2 separate regions of the Mus musculus genome follow, and region 2 is linked to region 1. A link is a contact called in public HiChIP or PLAC-seq data. All regions are on one chromosome and are shown on one strand. The core of a region is the stretch at or near the end of the contact, and the rest is flanking DNA. Distances in the headings are between cores, read along the strand shown.

Region 1 (6,990 bases), core at 2,956-5,455:
CCCTGCCTCAGACTTCCAGTCCTCTTGCTGTCTCCTCCTCAGTCGCCACAGTGGCCTCCCTGGTATTTTCTGGAAACCTAAGACAAGCTGAAGACTCCTGCCATTGTTTCCAACCCACTCCCCTTTCAGGTCTCTGCTCAAATGACTGCCTGGGATTAGACTCACCTTCCTTGCTTACCACTGGGGAAACTGCAATGCCCTTCTCTTCCGTGAGCCCTGCCTGGCATCTCATCCCTGCTCATCAGCACGTCTGACTGTCTGACAGAAGGCACTCCGCTTACCCCATCCTCCAGGCGTCTGGACCTCCAGGGCAACAAAGGCTTTGTCTGTTGTTGAGTTTGCTTTGCTTTCCTTTGTTCTCTGTGTAGACAGATGAGGTCTGACAACAGCCTTGGGCGTGTCAGTCTTTCTTTAGGAATGTGATCCACCTTATTTTTTTGAGACAGGGCCCAGAGATCACCCATTAGGCGAGGCTGGCTGGCCAGTGAGCCCTAGGGCTCCATCTGGCTCTGCCTCCCAAGTGCAGGGGTTACAAGCGCAGGCCAGCGTTCTCAGCTGTTTATGTGGATACTGAATGTCAAACTCAGGTCCTTACAACTGCATGGCAAACACTTTCCCAACTATGTCAGCTCCTTACTTATGTTCAGTTTTCCCTCCTTCCCTCCCCACTTCCCTCCCCCCTCCCTCCCCACCTCGCTCTTGCTCTCTCTCTCTCTCTAACTCTTTCTGTGTATGTATGTATGTATGTATGATCTATCTAAATTTTTTCTGTTCTGTCCTTAATACCCAAGGCTGCTCCTGGCATCTAGAATGCACTCAACAAACATTCCCTGGATGGCAGGCATGGTTGATTGGCTGTCAGTGGCAGCACATGTCACACATCACAGCACACACAACTTCTCATAAGTTCCTTCCTCTTTCTTTTTTTTTTTTTTTTTTCACTTGCTTCACTGTCCTCTGGTTGTTAAAAAAAATTACTCCCACAACACCTGGGTTCAAGTCCCTCTCCTGTCACTACAGTCTCTGGGTCTGCATGGGACTTTGGGAGACAGAGTTGGTATTTCTGTGGTTGAACCAGTTCTGGGCACATGCTAAGTGCACGTGTGTCCTGTGATCATGAGGCTGAGGCAGCGATTTATGGGGAGAAGAGTAAGGTGGAGGCTGAGGGTGGTCGTGTGAGCAGTGAGGGAAGGCAGAACAATAGGCTCTGACAGGCTGCAGGGAGAACAAGTTTGCCCATTTCCTTGTCAGAGAGGCCGCTGGCCTCCTGTAACTGTGTTTAAGATTAGTGTCTGTGGCTTAGGTGTGGCTCTCAGGGAATAGACAGGAAGGAGAATGGGAAATGTGTCGTGCTTCCTTTGGCAGAAACATGAGCCCATGTCCTAGTTTCTCAAGACAGGGCTAGGGCAGTGCTGTGGCCTGGGTGTGGTTAGTAGTGTAGGTGGCCTCTATGGAATGCTGGAATGTTTGCGTTCACCATCAGTCTGCTGTGTAAATAAAAACAGCTTGGCCAGCAGAGATAGGACTGTACCAGGGCACTGTGACAGAAAGCCAGAAGCATGGTCCAGGCTAAGGCGTGGACAGCAAGAGTTGAAGTAACTGTTTAAATGGCTCCTTTAATATTAACTTTGTATTTGTTCCAATGTTTTGCTGCTTATTGGCATTGGGTAACAGATAACCTAGCAAGGAACAAAGGTTACAGAAACTTTGAAGACAAAAAAGCACCCTTAAAGATGAGTCCCACCTCTGTCTCTCTGTATTGGTAGGTCTCCCAGCATGCTTAGAGGCAGCCGACTCCTGGGCTGAGGACCAGGCTTCCCAGGACCTGGTTCTGCTCTTGAGCTCTGCCGCTCTTCCCTGCAGTTCTGAGGAGGGAACTGTGCCATCCCCTTCCCAGGCTAGGATTTCATCTCCTGACCCCACTAATGATGCATTTGGGAGGTCCCTGAGCCAGGAGCCCTGGAGAATCAAAGACACGAGGAACAAACAACATTCCCCTGACCCCGACTTCCCCCGCAGATAAGCTTGTGCTCCACTTGGAAGACATACACTACATAGAGTTTTAAGAAGATAATTTTGAAAAGATTTAGGGAGGATCTAAACAAGGCTAAGTGAGGGGGAGAGAAACCAGCAGGAATAATGGTTCCATATCACAGGGCTGGGGAACAGCCATACACATACTGGAGATACTAGGTTTAAGGCCTAGTTTCCATTAGCTATAGCTAGCTGATGCTAAACTGGCTTGTTATTAACAAGCCAAAAAAAAAAAAAAAAAAAAAAAAAAGCTCTGAACTATTTTAGGACATTATGCCATATGCCAAAATAAATTTCACATGGATTCAAGAATGAACCAATATAAAATAAGATCTAGAAAAAAATAAACTCTGATTTATGAATAAGAAAGTACGTTCTGAACTTAAAAGCACATCAAAACTACAAGGAAAACTATAGATTTAGCTATTTTTTTAAAAAAATGGAAATTTCTGTGCACTAGTAAAAACAATACAGAATTAAAAGTCAATGAGCATGGAGAATATCTGCCAAAAATGTGAGATGATAATACACACAATGTATGGAATGTTCATGCAAACATCAAGAAAAACACTGCGCTGTGTGAAACGGGATTCGGTAATACAAACAATTCACAGAAGAATGAACCTAGCAAGAAAAAAAAGATCTGTGTTTTTCCAGTGCCTCCAAGGTACGCTGGGTAACCTTCTTCTCCCTAAAGACTGTAGCTAGCATCCTCAGTGACACTCCAGATGCCAAGACTGGCTTCCTAACATGGTGACTCTGACTCTAAGGTTTGTGTTTTTGGCCAAATGACCCACTTTTACCGCCTTACCCCTAGGCAGTATCATAGAAAGGATGGAGTACTACAATGTCAGGCATAACGGAGGTCAGTTGTGTGTTAGAATGGAGAAGCAGCTTTTAGGAGCCAATTCAAAAGCACAGGGGTGGTCAAGGCATCCCTAGACAGGTGCACAGGAGAGAGAGGAGGCCATGGGTGGTCAAGGCATCCCTAGACAGATGCACAGGAGAGGAGAGGCCACGGGTGGTCAAGGCATCCCCAGACAGGTGCACAGGAGAGAGGAGAGGTGGAGAAAATCAGTCCTGTGGTGTTTCCCAGTGAAGGCCACATTAAAATGTTCCCAGAATTACGTGCTGTTGGTGAAAAGTGAGATTATAGAGCAAGCCACCATAGCCTTAGTAATTCGATAATGTGGGGACTAAAATAGCAGCTTAGAAAACGGGATGTGTGAGGCCTTGCTCCAGGCGCTGACTCTCAGACCTGCGATTAGGAAGACCCAGAGAGGAGGAAATACTGAAAACACACTTCAGCTGTCTCTGAAAGATTTCCCCCCACCCCCCCGTTTTTTTTTTTTTTTCTTTTCTCTCCTATCCAACAACTTGATTTTACAGATTAAAGAAGTGTAATGGGAGTTATTAATCAGCCAGAAAAGATAAGAAAGGAAAGAAAAGAAAAGAAAAGAAAAGAAAAGGAAAGAAAATAAAAGAAAAAGAAAAAGAAAGACCTGTTTCAAGGGACAATCCCCCCTCCATGAGTTTCCTTTGGGGGCTGATATCAGGTCTTAAAATCTTTTATGTCCTATAATTCTCTTTTGGACAAGAACACAGATCTTTTCTTTGTGTTTTTCAAATCTTGGTATCAGTTTGGCTGTAGTGACATGTTTTTGTCTGCCTGCCTACTTCTGGAGAACAATGTGTCCCAAAGCCACAGGTATTAATGGTACAAGCTTCCTGAACACCAGGCTGCATGCAGCTACCTGTGTGTTTCTAACCATTTACAGAGTTTTTGAGGCAGAGATGCACACAGTGATGCTTACGAGCATGGGGGCAGGACAGAGGTGAAAGGTTATATCACTCTCTGGGGAGAGAGGAGGCCACCGACACCAAGCAAAGCGTCCCCCCTTGGTTTGTTGCTAGAATGTGGAGTCTGGGAACTTAAACACCTCTTATCCCTTGTGGAGTTGTGGGGGTGTACTTACAAAAACCAACGCTGGAGCCCAGGAACACTCATCAAAAGGTGACACAGGAAATCAGCGTCTGTCTGGGGAGTCGATCTTCTCCTGGGCTGCTTTCTAAAGTCAGGCTCCAGAAACCAGGGCAGAGGAGAGAAGCTGCAAGCAGACAGCTCAGAGCTCCTGGGCTCTGCCTGCACTCGCAGGCAGTCGCGTTCAAGTAAACAGCTCTGAACTTTGGTACATTTGTGCTGACTGATGTCACTCTCAGCTGATTTCACTTTCGTTTTTTAACTTGCCTGTGTCTTATGACTTTTCAGAAATGAAGAGTGTAAACAACTTGTTGCTCATGGGAGCACATGACCCACAACTGGCGCACCCTGCCTGAGCCAGGTGAGGGTCCCGATTTTACTGTGCGAAAGTTGATACCAGCTTCCAGACCTCCAGGGCATTGCAACTCTTAGAGAAACACGACCCAGAATCTTTCTAGGGAGGGACCTTAGTTCACATGGCCAAGCTTCCAGCCAGTGTAGCTCCTGGAACCTGGGTCCCCTCTTCTCATTCCTTTGGAAGGCACCTATGCCTTGGACTCTCCTTTCAAAACTCAACCGATGATCTTGACTGTGTCTCTAGATTGGAAACTTTGCCGTTAGCAAAGTTATATCTAACAGTTATAGAGCAACAGAAACACTGTGTTCCCATTTCAAAGTAAAAGAGAAAGAAAGCTTTTAGTCTTGAGATCGCAGGGAGGGGACTCTTGCCTCCCAGGCTCACATGATCTCTGCAGCTTCAGAACTGGGTGAGCTTGGCAAAGACAGTAGACAGCTCCCAATAGCGCTAAACCCTTGGCGGCTTTCTCTACTTTCTACATGACACCCTGTACCTAACTGGGTCTTGGTTCATCCCAGGGGTTCCCTTTGCCGCCATGCTAGGTTAGATTTCTTGTTTCTGGGTCCCAGGCTTTTCTCTTTTCTGCTGTATTCACTTTTGGTAGAATAAATTCCAGGTGATTTACTGAGAAATGAGGGACACCAAAGGTTTTTTGTTTTTGTTTTTGTTTTTTTTTTTAATTTGTCAAACTGATATCTTTATTCTATTCTTAAACTTGTTCAAAGTTGGATAGAGTATAGTGTTTTTCTTTAAACTTAATTTTCCCATGCAACCTGGAGGCCGAGTTCCATGTTGTCTGCCTTTCCCGTTGCTAGGAAGTTCAGAGCTGGTCTCCTTCCCACTGTTGTCCTTTCAGCCTTTTGCCTTTAAAAGAAAGTGCCATTTTAATGAGGTCTTGCAAAGAAAAAAAAAATGAAATATCAACCATTTTGCCATTTTCAACTGGAAGCCTAAGTCCTCCACTCCCACCCCACCCCCTCACCCCCTTTGAGACACCACTTTTGCCCCTGAACTTCCTCACACCCTACCAGACAAATTTACTCGGGGAGAGTCTCCGAGCCCTTTGCTCTGATGTCTGACTTCCTGAGACCCACTATCTGTGCTGTTCCTGTGGAGCTGCACTTAGGGACGCTGTTGCCTCTTTTGAATGACGTGGCTCTTCTTAGAGTACTGCTGGTACTCTAGACAGTAGTCTGATCTCTCAGCTTGATGATTCGCTCCCACGCGCATCTTCTACCTTATGAAGAAGCTGGGCAAAGGTGACTGGTTCCAGTATGTCCAGCCTGTAAGGTTGGGAAGAGTCTTTGTACTGTGGTTGGGCGGAGGAGCCAGCCGGTGACTCTAACCTCCTAGTTGTACGTGATTGGAGCACCTTGCCTCTGCAGCTTGGAGGGGGAGTGAAGGGAGAGAGGGAGTCACGGTGGCATGCCTCCTTGCCATTATTATGAGGACTTAGTACCTTTACTTGAGTGTGTTTTTGCTATGTTTGTTATGTGTGTGAGTGCTCACACACCACACAGACACTGTGGTTGTCAGAGGACAACTTGCAGTTGTTTCTCTCTTTCTGCGTGAGTTCTGGCGATTCACTTCACATAATGAGGCCTGGAGCAGGGCTCCTTTACATCCTCAGCTGCTCACTGGCCCTGAAATATGGAGCAGAATCTTAGCAGGGCTGATGTATTTGAAATGGATTCCAGAATGATGGTGCCTAGGCTTTGAAGTTGCCTTTTGTAAATAGTGGTTGTTCTCTGAGGTTTATGGGGTTGCTCTTCTAAAGGACTCTCAGAGCCTTCCCATAATTCAGACGTGCCTGGAAAACAGAGAAGTCTCATTTGGCTGAGAGTTGCTTAGGTAATGGCTCCTTCAGACAATTCCTAGATCAGATAAGGTTTTGGTATGTGGAAATTGACTAGCTAAAAGTACCTTTTGTGTAACAATAAAGAGCCCTGCCCATCCCCCCTAAAAAAAAAAGTTTGGAGTTTAGTCCTTGGCAATTAAAACAGCATATATCTGAGTGATGAATGAGTCAAAGAAGAAATACAGAAAGAATTTTTATTTATTTCAATCCTGGAGTTAAATGGAAATGTACCATGCAGAACCCCTGGGACACGTTATGAGTGATCCTAAGAGAGAAAAAAATTTACAGCTCTAAGAACCTACACTAAAAAATCAGAAAGACCACAAATCAATGGCTTAATGCATCTCAAGAATTGGGAAAAACAGGAACAAACCAAACTCAAATCCAGCAGATAGGAAAAAAAAATCAGAGCAGAAATGAAAGGAAAAAGAATAATATGTAAAGCAGTAAATGTAATAAGCTATATAATTGGACTTAAAGACAAAAACCATATGATCATCTCAATAGGTCTTACTCATCTCTCTCCCACTGCCTAGTTATACCATTTAAAGTCTTTGCTGGTTAATCTAGTTACTGTAAATTCCTGGAAGATCTGATGGAGGTTTTCAAGAGAAGGGAATGTTTGGGTTTAATCTTCAAGGAGAAGCAGAGGCTTTCCAGATGTACTGCTAGGTTTACATAATAAAGATAAGACAGAACGGCCTATGGAAGCGCTGCATACTTAAACATTTTAAGTTAAAATTATAACGTGAAGAGCAG
Region 2 (6,655 bases), core at 1,651-4,150, 680 kb before region 1:
AATTAGTTACATGAAATCACTCGACTACAAAGAATTCAAGAAGAGCAATCCTCTCTTGCATACAGACAGACAAAAATCATCATTTATTGAATACCCACAAAGTCCTTTCAAAATAGGTAAATAAAAAAGATGAAAATTGAAAAAAATATGATATAGGATTGAAATAAGTAGTTTTAGAAGCCTCACTTAAAGGTAAAATTTGCATGTAGATCTCAAAGATTAAAAAGAAACAGCAAGATTTAAAAGAGAATCTTAAACAGGAAATAAGATACATAGAAGCCATAGGCTGGCTTTTTCTGAAAATGACAGAAGGTAAGATATGTGGAAACTCGAGAAGCAGTGGTTAAGGGAATGTCGTGGGTTAGGATTGCCCAGGGGAGATTACAGAGGGCCCTGATCTGATGGACAAACAGAACATATATTAGGAACCTACTAAACGCTTAGAACAAGGAGTGGATGCTCTGTTTGTGCTTAAAACAGTGAAAAATCAGAATGGTGAGAAATCACCTGGAACACAGTGAAAATAAAAATGAGATTGGCCAAAAGGCCAGCTCTGTCTGCTCGGGTGACTGTAGGGATCAATAATGAACTCTACAGGAAGTCAACCAACTTTGAAGTATGTCGAGGGCCTTTGACAGTTGGGTTAGGAAAAAGTTGGGAATAGCTGGAGCTATTGTGATGTTCATGTTTCTGGTTTGGGTGACTGGGTGGTCAGTGAAGCTATTTATAGAACCATGGGGTATGTAGAGTTAGCTAAGTTTCGAATCTATAAAACAAGATATAATATACTTAAATATACTAAGCTTAAGACACTCAAATGAAATGCTGACGGTAAGAGTAGGTCACATGGGGATAGTCTTGCTTAGTGCTGAACCAAGACCTGCCATGTCCTATAACTTGGACATCACTGGGGTAGGTTTGTGAGGAACCAAACTTCACCTCACATTTTTTTTTTGAACTGAAGTTTCCTTCCAGAAAGGTGTCGATTTGTATTCTCAACCGTCAGAATTAAATACAGTAACAATGTAAGCTGCTTTTAACTATTCAGAGTTTTTGTGTGTGTGTGTGTGTGAAGTCTTTATCTATTGCTGTTCAATGATAACAAATGTGTACTCACCAGACAGCATCATTTTGCTACAAAATTTTAAGAAAAAGGGTTAAACAACTTGCTGGTCAGAACACAAAACCAGCCAGAGTATGCCCAATACTTTAAAACTATTAAACTCCACCGTATGCTTCCAACCTCTGTATTTTGTGGTGCAGAAATAAATTAGTTTGGTTTATTTGTTTACCGAATAATGAATAATAGCCTATATACATAATAGTTCTAGTAGGAATTTTTTCTCAGTGTTCTTGGGTATATACATAAATTTGAATCATTAGGATTGTAAGATAGAATTCACCAGGTGGTTGAATTCTAAGATGTTTCAGCCAAATTCTAAGAACAAAACTGGCTTCAGAAAAACAGTTCTGTTTGCTACAAATCAAATAAAAAGTGAGTGCTTCTTAAACCACACAAATTTTTAATGATGCTACGCATGTTTGTTAGCGGTCATTTGTTGGTCAGGAAAAGCTCCTAGTTTTTAATTGCCATCACACACTTAAGTATTTTCCACCATAGAAAGTAAATGTACATAATTCACGTTGTTGAGTTGGCAAGATGGCTCAACCAGGAAAGATGCTTGTGACAAAGCCCGATGGTGACCTAAATTCAGTCACTAGGACCTACATAAGAGTACTCTCCCACAAGTTGTCCTCTGAGTTTACACGTATGCACACTCATGCCCACATCAGTGCATCTGTACACAAGCACGTACGTATGCAATTAAAAAGAAATAAACCTACTGACACCGTTGTCTCAACTACGTGTTGAAGATTTCCTTCTGAGAAAAAAAAAGTTTTATTCTTTCCTTTTTATTTCCTTCTGGTGGATGTCCCAAAGAAACTGCATGGTTGAGGAAAGGGAGAAGAAAGGCCAAGAGTGGTAGTGGGAGAGAGAGGAGAAAAGACCAAGGGAGAGAGCCCCACCCAGCCACTGATGTATGAGAATAGGAATAGAGTTTGATGCCTAAAGGTAAAACAAACCAGTAGGTCCCACACGTATGCACTCAACAGGAAGCGCTAAGTGGGTTCAGAGAGCTCAACACAAGACCCGAGCACTGCTGCAGAGATGGCTCAGAGGTTAAGAGCACTGGCTGCTCTCGCAGAGGAGCCCGGCTTGGTTCCCAGCATGGCCCATATGAAGGCTCACCGCTGTCTGTATCTCTAGCTCTCTCAGATTTTATGCTTCCTCTTGCCTCTTCGGGCACTCGCACACATTGGTTCACATAAATGTATATATTCTGTCAAAACTATCATACACGTAAATGAAAATTTGGTTTTTGGTTTTTTGTTTTTGGTTTTGTTTTAAGAAGAGAGGTCACATAAAGTTGTGAAGGAAAAGTAGTGGTGAAGTGGAGAAGGGATTCAGGAATGAATTTGTTCAAAACATACTATATGCATAGATGAAAGTCTCAATAAAAATGTTTTGAGAGTGGGTTGGTTTTTTGTTTTTCCTCTTTTACTAGTTTAAAGTGGGATAGTAAGAGAGAGAGAATCTAAACACATTATTATTATTATTATTATTATTATTATTATTATTATTATTATTAGTTATTTTTAGAATTATTAGAAAGTGAGCCCTGGAAACTAACGTTCCCCTCTGTCGTGGAACTGGAGTGTCCTACTCCCATCCAACACCTCCCCAGGTTCAGCCCCTGATTTTCCTGACCTCCAGGAACATTCTACTCAGCCTCACGGCCCCGCCCATTGGAACCACGCCTCTACTCTGCCTTGGCCGGCCAGGATAATGCGCCTGCGCAAAAGTGGCTCTCCTGAGGTAAGCAGTCGGGGCGGGGTCCCGAGCAGAGCTTTCTGGAGAGAGGAAGAGGAAGAGGAAGTGGGAGGCGGGCCCTAGCGGGGCGTGAACCGGAAGTGTAAGCGTCCTGCTTCTCCTCAGCTAGGCGGAACCTGCTCTGCTGGGCCCAACGGCTGCAGAAGAACTTTCTCCCGCCCGAACCGTAGCCGCGACCCGCAGTCTCGCCCGCTCAGCGGCCTGAGGCGCGTCGCTTTCTCGTGTCCCCTCGTCGGGCCTAATCGCCGCTCCTGCCCGGCCCGCCGGCCCACCCCGCTGCAGTCATGTGCGACAAGGAGTTCATGTGGGCCCTGAAAAACGGAGACTTGGATGAGGTGAAGGACTATGTGGCTAAGGTGAGCGGGGATGCGCGGCGCTGATGCTGCGCTGCGGCGGGGTGGGTGGTCGTGAAGCCCAGGGCGTGGGGGACACCGGGAGCTGGGCCAGCTTGGGAGACTCGTGGACGCCGCAGGGCCTGGATCTGGGTGGCTCCTCGGTGCCAGGTAACCGCTGTGTTGTTGCTAAGGCGGCTGTGGCCTGTCCCAGCCCCGCAGGTAACGGGCGCCTGGTTGTCTCCCTCGATCGGCACGGGCCGGCCCTCTAATACCCCGGGTACTGCAATCTTTGAATGAGGCATTTCTCCATCTTGGCCTCGCACCGGGTTCCTGAGAAGGAAACCCGAGCAGTTCGAATCGGGAACGATTTCCTGAACGTGCGGCCTGGTGGAGATGGGGAGGATTCAGAGGATCCGTCACCCGTGAAATGAGCTGCCCCAAAATAGCCATAGTTAAATTTCTGAAACTTGGTGTCACTTCGCTCTGAAAGTCTTTAACTTGGGTGTGGCCTTTTTCCTCTCCACCACCACCACATAATATGTGTATGTGTGTGTATCGTTTGCTTCGAGTGGTAAGGTTGCCATTTGGCATCTGGGGTGTTGGGAAATCGGAGTAGTTTTCAAAAAGCCTTTTAACTTGGGGTACTCCATTATTTCATCTGAAGTCCGCGCGCGTGTGTAGTAAATAGTACTGCAGTCTGATCACGCTATGTTTGGGATATGGTTAAGAAACCCAAATTCAAAACCATACTTGGAGGTACTTGGAAAGTTCTGACCTGGCCTGCCTTTGGGTCTTAAATTGCTCCTTTTGTAATTGTAAGGAGAACTTCTATAGTTTTATTATTATTATTATTATTATTATTATTATTTTCCGAAAGTAGAATTTTGTGACAACTGTGAACATCTTGGTCCTCTTCAAAAAGTGTGAGCCTGCGGTCAAGATTTTAAATCTTAAAAGGTGTGAGCGGTGGCATCCTGCCTCACAGGACTTGTTTTAGGAAACAGGCAGAAGCAGGTTGATTGGTTGGTTAGTTTGTTTGTTTTTAACTACAGGATTGTACAAGGATGATAGTTTTTTCTCCACTTGATGCCTTATAATTTAGACTTTTCACATGTATTTGATCTGCTTAGTTGATTGTAATGGATGTTTAAGGCAAGCTACCTTCTGACTACCTTAGCTAGTAACAAATAGAAACCTGAACTACCGTCTCTTCAATGTAGAGTTATAGAAAAATACATCAACCAGTAGTGGAACAACACACGATTGTCTCAAAGTGAGTGGCTCTTGTTTTTCCAGCCCCTGCTCAAACATAGGGGATTTAAAATACAAAACATTAATAAAGAATTTACAGTTACAAAAATAACATGCATGAAATTGTTTCTGTTGTCAATATGTTAACTTACAACTTCATGACTGAACCATTCATCCAAAGTGGAAATTGGGTGATTGTCCTGCATAGCTGAGGTTTATCAAGACTACCTTGCTTCACTCTCCAGTCTCAGCATGACTTGAAGTTAGTTGCTGCTGTTTCCTATTCCCCACCCCACCCCACCCCACCCCCTGTATTTTCTTGATTTGGTTTGCCCACCCCCATCCTGGTCATCTTCAATAGTTAGCTGAAGGGATCAGTGTTTATTTTAAGCATATTTTTTTTCTCAGTGAACTTCCTTCTCTAACTTGATGATAGATGCTTTTGACTCTATATCACTTCCAACTCTATCTTTTGGTCTACTGGGACATTGTGTTGTGTTGAACAATTCTTTTTCTTCCCTATCTGAAAGCTGTACTCCAGACCCTCACTTGTATTTCTTTAAGTAGCTTTGTCCATGTACGCTTACATTTGACCAAGTAAGCTTCACCAGTTAGCCTCCAAGCTCATGAATTCATGTTTGTCCTCTTAACCTAAATATCACCTCTTCCAAAAACAAACAAAAACCAAAACCCAAAACAAACAAGCAAACAAAAACTCCCAACACCTCACCTTGAAAGGAAGTGAAGCTTCTTATCCTGTTTCTCATTGTGATTTTGCAGAGTATCTGTTCTTCATTAGGCCCAGAGCCTCTGGACAGTAAATGCTCTGTTCTTTTAAATCTTAATATCTCCAGTATAACCCTATAACACATTAAAAGCATATGTTCTTAGTAAGAACGTCTTTCCTTACTGTGATTTTTAGCTATGATTTCAATAAACTAAACTAGTTATATAAAAGTAATTGCCGGGCATGGTGGCGCATGCCTTTAATCCCAACACTCAGGAGGCAGACAGAGGCAGCCTGGTCTACAAAGTGAGTTCTAGGACAGCCAGGGCTACACAGAAAAAAAAAAAAAAAGTAATTGCCATTCATTGGCTCTTAAGTTTTGGAGGAGTTAAGTAGTTGGACAAGGTTGCCAACTAGCCCAACTTGGATTTAAACCAAAGATTGTCAGAATCTAAAGCATATATTTAAAATAAAATAAAATAAAATAAAATGATCAGTCTGCTTTGAAGTAGTTATGTTTTGTTTTGTTTTCTATTTTCTTGGCTAAGGCTTAGAGTCAACCCATTAAGAAAATAAGAGGCTTGCTGAAAGAACTTAGTCCTAACTATGAATGAAGACAGTTTAGACATAATTAGCATAAAGACAAATAAATCTGGTAAGCCTAAATTCTCACCAAATTATCTGGTTCAGTGTGTGTCTATAAGGCCTGTGGAAATTTTTTTAAATCGTAGTCTTATTATTTATGTGTGTAATTGTGATCCTGAACAACAATCCAGAAAAAGGTAATATTGTGTCTGTCTGTTGGCTTTCAGAGAAAAACATGGGTAAATTACTGAGATTTCTGTTCATAATTGCTTTAAAAAAGAATGTTTTTAACATTTTATATATTTGACCATTGTAATATAATATACAGGTGTTGTTTAATTCTTATCAAGTCAACCCATGAGTGTAATTTTAAACATTTTATAGGTAAAGATTTTACCCAAGGTCTTGAAGCTGTCAAGTGGATGGTAGGTCTGAAATTTGAACTCACTTTCACAGGCTTTCCGAAGTCCTTGCTGTTAACCTCTTAACATACTCTTGGCCTTCATTGCTAAACACTCTCAGATAGCAAAAGGGGTATATTGCTACTGTGTATATAAAAATTAAAGATTGGGGCAAGATCATAATGGTCCCTTGACTATTTAGAGATAAGACTACCATAGCCTTTGAGGATCCAAGGTTCCTTCTTGGGACTGCTTGTGAGTTGTGTTGGTGGGTCGCCCTTAAACTCTCCAGCCGCTCTACTACGTGTACTCTCTTGTTTACGTGTACTTCTGTTTCACTGGCTGGGAAACACTATACATTAGGCCGCTAACTTCCCTTTCTCTGTGGTTTCTCTCCAACCCCATTCTAATTACATCTGCCTTGACACGTTAATAGGCTTGGAAAGCAACAGTTGTGCACCAT

What was found. HiChIP or PLAC-seq counts read pairs in DNA pulled down with a chosen protein or histone mark.
Region 2: an HNF4G HiChIP or PLAC-seq map of pancreatic cancer cells shows a contact between it and region 1. The contact joins the promoter of Mtpn here to the promoter of Tmem140 in region 1. A contact is called at or near these places in 4 of 39 promoter capture datasets (the C10 cell line, neutrophils and pre-B cells), 2 of 484 Hi-C or Micro-C datasets (CD8 T cells and the G1E-ER4 cell line), 2 of 115 datasets of contacts at active chromatin or transcription factors (memory CD8 T cells and pancreatic cancer cells) and 1 of 9 other capture datasets (adipose tissue).

Annotation. Positions count from the first base shown.
Region 1 is chr6:34,860,361-34,867,350 of GRCm38.p6, reverse strand. It overlaps Tmem140 (transmembrane protein 140), which reads right to left and starts at 4,205. Exons shown (of 2, transcript NM_197986.3): 1 at 4,011-4,205. It also overlaps a transcript of Agbl3 not described here.
Region 2 is chr6:35,536,133-35,542,787 of GRCm38.p6, reverse strand. It overlaps Mtpn (myotrophin), which reads left to right and starts at 2,900. Exons shown (of 4, transcript NM_008098.4): 1 at 2,900-3,249. The coding sequence starts at 3,178.